2 separate regions of the Mus musculus genome follow, and region 2 is linked to region 1. A link is a contact called in public ChIA-PET data. All regions are on one chromosome and are shown on one strand. The core of a region is the stretch at or near the end of the contact, and the rest is flanking DNA. Distances in the headings are between cores, read along the strand shown. Region 1 overlaps Vipr2 (vasoactive intestinal peptide receptor 2). Region 2 holds the start of Ncapg2 (non-SMC condensin II complex, subunit G2).

The links. ChIA-PET counts read pairs in DNA pulled down with a chosen protein or histone mark.
Region 2: a contact with region 1 is called in an RNA polymerase II ChIA-PET map of memory CD8 T cells, with 50 read pairs. The contact joins the promoter of Ncapg2 here to the enhancer-like site in region 1. A contact is called at or near these places in 3 of 484 Hi-C or Micro-C datasets (CD4 T cells, CD8 T cells and LSK cells), 3 of 115 datasets of contacts at active chromatin or transcription factors (effector CD8 T cells, embryonic stem cells and memory CD8 T cells) and 3 of 9 other capture datasets (embryonic stem cells, liver and pancreatic islet).

The regions. Positions count from the first base shown.
Region 1 is chr12:116,144,056-116,146,755 of GRCm38.p6, forward strand. It overlaps Vipr2 (vasoactive intestinal peptide receptor 2), which reads left to right. Exons shown (of 13, transcript NM_009511.2): 13 at 82-2,206. The coding sequence ends at 255. Among named protein-coding and RNA genes, the nearest start is that of Gm23732, 28 kb to the right of the region's middle. Within about 2 kb of position 1,431, at least 78 of the 459 cell types and tissues checked have an H3K27ac peak or open chromatin away from gene starts, as enhancers often do. A contact at or near this core is called in CD8 T cells, LSK cells, effector CD8 T cells and 1 more, where this site is marked.
Region 2 is chr12:116,404,105-116,406,804 of GRCm38.p6, forward strand. Ncapg2 (non-SMC condensin II complex, subunit G2) reads left to right here and starts at 1,332. Exons shown (of 29, transcript NM_133762.4): 1 at 1,332-1,357; 2 at 1,598-1,773. It overlaps D430020J02Rik (RIKEN cDNA D430020J02 gene), which reads right to left and starts at 1,057. Exons shown (of 2, transcript NR_028421.1): 1 at 863-1,057; 2 at 1-539.

The DNA of each region.
Region 1 (2,700 bases), core at 181-2,680:
AATACACGCTACGTGCTGCTTTGGAGGATTCACGAGTTCCTGCATTTCAAGCTGACTCTTCACTAACACGCTCATCCCCAGGTACAGTGTGAACTGAAAAGAAGATGGCGAGGCCTGTGCCTGACCCAAGCTGGGAGCCGGGACTACCGGCTGCACAGCTGGTCCATGTCCCGGAATGGCTCAGAAAGTGCCCTACAGATACACCGTGGCTCCCGCACCCAGTCCTTCCTGCAGTCAGAGACTTCAGTCATTTAGCTGTGTCCCTTGTACAGAGCTGTCAGTGCTGCTGGGTTTGACATATGTTTGCTGGATTCCTCTGCTGCCCCAGTGTCTGGTGCCTTATTGGTTCAGCCCTGGTCCTTAACTCTGATCCTCATGTGTAACTTGATTGAAACACCAATTATTATTGTCAAACTCTAGCCTTTAAGCCATCTTCTTCATAATATGGCTCAGCCATATTCTACTTTCAAAGAGAGCAAGGAAGCCAGGTGGCTGTGAACATCAAAACTGGATTCTAGTACCTATGAAGAGAACAAGGAGGAAGATTCCAGTTCCCCTACTGCCTCCTGTCAGGGGGAACCAGGTCCAGAAACAGCTGAGCATCACCACCCTGTGACACCCAACGCATGCCTATGGATGTCTCTGAAATTCCTCCTCAGTCTATGGCATACCATAGAAAGCAGTTGAGAGCAACCTTCTCATCCTAGAAGCTTCCTGGTCCCCCTAGCCTTGAGTTGTGTCCTGTGGAACTACATCTGGACAGCCACACCCTTGCCATTCCCTGGACCAAAGATAAGTCAAAGAGGATATTCATGTTTCATTGGCCAAACCAGGAACTCATATCCTCCTGAGGCACTTAGCATCTGCTGCTTCCTACAAGTGGTGAGCAGCTCTGGATCCCATGTTGTCATGAAGGCCCTTGTGACTTGTCCATTCAGCCCAGGGTTTGTTCTCTAGCCAATAGAAAACTGTTGCATTGTTAAAGAAAATCGCCATCTTAAAAACTGTTTAAAAAGAGAATTGTTTTATCAAAGTATAAAACAGCATCAAGTATTCCTACCCGATACTTGCCAATAACAATCCATATTTTTCCGATGTTTTTGCAACTGTGGGCAAGCAGACCTGAGGAAATGCTTGTCGTGGTTGGAAAAGCAGCTGAAGACAGAGAGTGCCTTTCCCTGCAGTGCTCAGAGACCCTGGAAGACTATGTCGTGGTCCAGTGCAAGGACTGTAGGTTCTGTACCTAGTGTTCTGGCACAGCCTATGTAACTTCCCCCCAACACACACACACACACACACACACACACACACACACACACACACACACACACACCAAGGAAACGAGCTGCAAAATGTGTTTCCTGTGGTTTCTGTGGCATGTAGGCCCCAGCTAGTATGAATACAAATGATCTCAACCATTGTGCCAGAGCCAGAGGTCTTGGCGGGGTCAGGAAATCACCAAAGTAGGGGCCCCACTCCCAGTACGTGGGGGCTTTAGTACAGAAAAGAAGTATCTAGAGACTAGCTGAGGCCCCGTGGCCTGACATGTGGCCTGAATGTCTGTCCCACAGAACTGCCCCTGGACTTTTGCCTCCATCAACGCTTGAAACGCCTCCAGTTTGTCTGCAACTGCATGGGGCAGGCACCTCAGATGATTTAGAAAACACCACTACCCTGCTGCCTTCCAGGGCTACAAGGCTAGAGAACAAGTCATAGGGAGTAAATGGCTTAGCTCAGGAACACTGAAAAGAGCTGTTGGCAGTGGCGATAGGTGGATGCTACAAGCCCTGGTGTCAGCCATGGCTCTCTTCATACAGAGCTCACTGCTTAGTCAGCAGTTCTGAGGACACACAGTTCTCCCATATCTGAAAGAGTCCTATCAACAACTGGGTATGACTCTGCCATGACCCTGAAGAGACATGTAGAACATGTGAACACAAGCAGTCACTGAGTGCACAGGGAATATTCAGATGTACAGGGACACCATTCTCTCAGCCCAGCATGTGCTAATGCTAAACAGAGCTGGGTCCTTTCCCTGGTAAAGAGATGGACTGATCATAAAGCGGCCACTGCTGGAACTCACCAATAGCAGAGGTGTAGTAACCATATGACCAGCATGTGACCTTACATGTTATATGTGGAATATCTACAAACACAGAGTGGAACTTAGCTGTGTATATACTTCAATAAACCTTATTTCATTCTGTGTGAGAGTCTGCTATGGATGATGCTGGGGCCCTAGAACACAGCTGCCTGCTGCTATACTCTTGAGTGCCCTGACTCTAGGCCATGCTGCCTACAATTACTCATAGAAGAAGTTGTGTCTGAGGTACCCAAGATATATAAGTGGCAGCCTGAGGATGTGTCCAGCATACCTGGCAATTCCTGCCCTGCAGCCATAATCTGCTCCCTTAGCTCTACAGAATCCGAGCCTTGTCATCAGAGCGAGCAGAAGTGTGTGTGTGTGTGTGTGTGTGTCTGGGTGTGTGTGTGTGTGTGTGTGTGTGTGTGTGTGTGTGTGTGATGTGCACATGCCTGTGTGCATATGTGTGCTTAGTATGCTTAAGTACATGTTATACTCATGTGTATGTGCTCATTTGTAAATGGTTGTTCATGAGCAAGCTAAAATGTGTCTGTAGATGTGCACATGCCTGTGCACGTATGTGTGCTTAAGAAACAACATGTTGTACATGTAAGTGC
Region 2 (2,700 bases), core at 82-2,581, 260 kb after region 1:
TGCTGTGCTCTGGGCAGCAGTAGAATCCATAGCTTCTTACTAGATTAGGGGGAGTGCTTCTAGCAGCTGGAATTATCTGTTTGAGGCAGAAGGCTAGGTCTGGCCACCATGTCCCTGGCGGCGCTGTTTTGGAGGTGGTAAACAAGACCTGATCCGAATCAGGACCGAGAACTTGCCAAGTTAGAGTCAGAGGCTGGTGTGGGTTGTGGTTCTTTAGGCCCAGGGTGACTCCTGTGACCCAAGCGAAGCTTAAGAGGATTGTCAGTGGCTGCCACCATCCAGTTGTCTTCATCTTGGCTGGGTGCCTTTTTGACGTGGGAGGCATGGATCCAAGCAGCGATCCCGTCTACTTTTACTGCCGTGGGGGTGGTCAACAGCACCAGATACGGTCCTTTCCACCGGGGCTCAAGCGTGCCAGTGCGATGTCGTCTGACCAAGACTGAGTCTCCAACCTGGAACCCGTGAGGCACTGCTATGGTTCCCGGAGTGTAGGCTTCTCTGATCTGGTTGCAGATCTGTGTTTTAACAACCTCTAGGGCCTTTAGGTGAGCAAAAAGAGCAGAGGGTGAGGATGAGTCAGTGCCAAGATCCAATATCCCACCTGACTCAGTTAAGGGAGGCGGTCCCCCAAAGAGAATCTCATAAGGGGTAAGACCGAAATGTCCAGGAGTGTTTCGGACCCTGAGGAGCGCAAAGGGAAGGAGAGTCACCCAGTCCTTTCCGCCGGTCTCCATGACTAATTTAGTAAGGGTCTCTTTTAAAGTCCTACTCATTCTTTCTACCTGTCCTGAGCTCTGGGGCCTATAAGCACACTTAGAAACTTCCAATTAGTCCCCAATTGTGTGGCCAATTCCTGACTTACCTGGGCAACAAATGCGGGCCCATTGTCTGAGCCGATTACCTTAGGGATCCCGAACCGAGGCAGGATTTCTTCAAGAATCTTCTTGGTTACCACTTGAGCAGTCTCGGACTTGCTCTCCCTCCTCCGTCTGATATCAGCGTGACGTCTCACCGAGCAGCTGGCAAGGAACACAGAAGCAACAGCAGCGCTCCCAAGGAAGGTGGGTGTGTGTGGGCGGAGGGCGGGAAACACAGCCAGCAGCTCTGCGCCTGCGCATCCCGTGAGCGCGCTAAAGAGACTCCCGCCAGAGGCTCTGAGTCACGCCCAGGAGGCGGTGCTTGGGCCTTGGGGGCGGAGCCTGGCTGCAGAGCTGTGGGGGATATGGGCGTGGCCGGGACGGCGTCAGATCTCGTGAGAGCGGCGACTGGTGACGGGGTGGAGGGCGGGAGCGTCCGGGGTATACGCGGGTGTGTTTGAATCTGGTCCGAGCGCGGGAAACTATGGGTCTGTGGTGAGGTGAGCGCCGCGCGGTGAGTTGGGTGGGAGGTGAGTAGGACTCGGCGGCCGGCGACCGCGGCTGGGCGGCGGACACCGTCGCGGGTCTCACGTCCGCGGCCGCCATCGGTTTCGAGCGCTTGTGGAGCGGGAGGTGCTGCGGGAGGGCAGAGCGGGATCCCCCGGCTGACTGGGAAGGATCCCAGACCGAGAAGCGGGGCTCGCCAGGGAGGATCTCAGCCTGGAACCCGGGTTCACTAGGTAGGACCTCAGACTAGGACGACCCCGGGAGAGGGCCCGAGTGTGACTGGCGAGGACTCCGGAAAATGACCTGCGCACAGTAGGGAGGCTCTCAGGCAAGGACCTGATGCAGACTACGGAGGACCGGGGACGCAGACCTGAGTCTGACTAGAGAAGACCCCTGAGAAGGAGCCTGGGTGAGTAGGTAGTACCAAAGACCTGCACCCGGGTTGACTAGCGAGAACCCCAGCCCTGACCAGAGAATGACATGGAAGATCCTGGCACGGGGCTGGGGAGCTGACTAGGGAGGACAGCAGTGTTGACACTTAACTGGGGCCTGACGTGGTGGTGAAGACGCTGGATTTATTCTTGCACTGACATAAGGGAGGAACCCGAACCTATACCTAGGACTGATCTAGGGAGCAACTTAGTTATGAACTAAGGAAAGAGAAAAATCAAGATACGGAGTCACGGTTTGTAAGTAGCATATGTAGACATTATATGGCATACTAAGTTGCCAAAGACATGTACTTAAGTAAACAAAGTGACCATAATTAGTAAAGTGGTGATACTGGCAACCCACCTTTCCCTCTCCATTTTATTCATCACAAAAAAGTTATGGTTCACAATTCAGCCATTTGAATCGGGGAATGAAGTGGCTATATTTAAAATTTACTAATATGAGGAGTTGTCAAATTGAGGTTATTTTCTACTTTTATTCAATTTAGAATAGGAATGCATATTTATTGTGATTCACACTCTATAATTAATGCCAATAATTCTCCATATTGCTGTATTTCTAAAGGTATGAGAGATTTTCAAATTTATTCTTAAGATGAGAAGACCTGTTGCAAATATCATTTGTTGTAACTGTATTGTTAGGTTTTTGTTTTGAGTATGTCATCGTAGCACCAGGTGTAAAGGTAAAATAGGATGGCATTTTACCTGGGAGATCACATGTAGGAAGAAGAATGAGCAAGGTCCCCAGAGCTCTCATTATCCTGTAGGTGTGCAGAGGAGGGGAGGGTGCTGGAGTGGGGCACAGATGCACTGCCTAACAAGCTCCCAGGTGACCTCAGGGCTGTTTTTGTGGTTTTACTTCCAAGTCTCTCTCTTGAAAAACA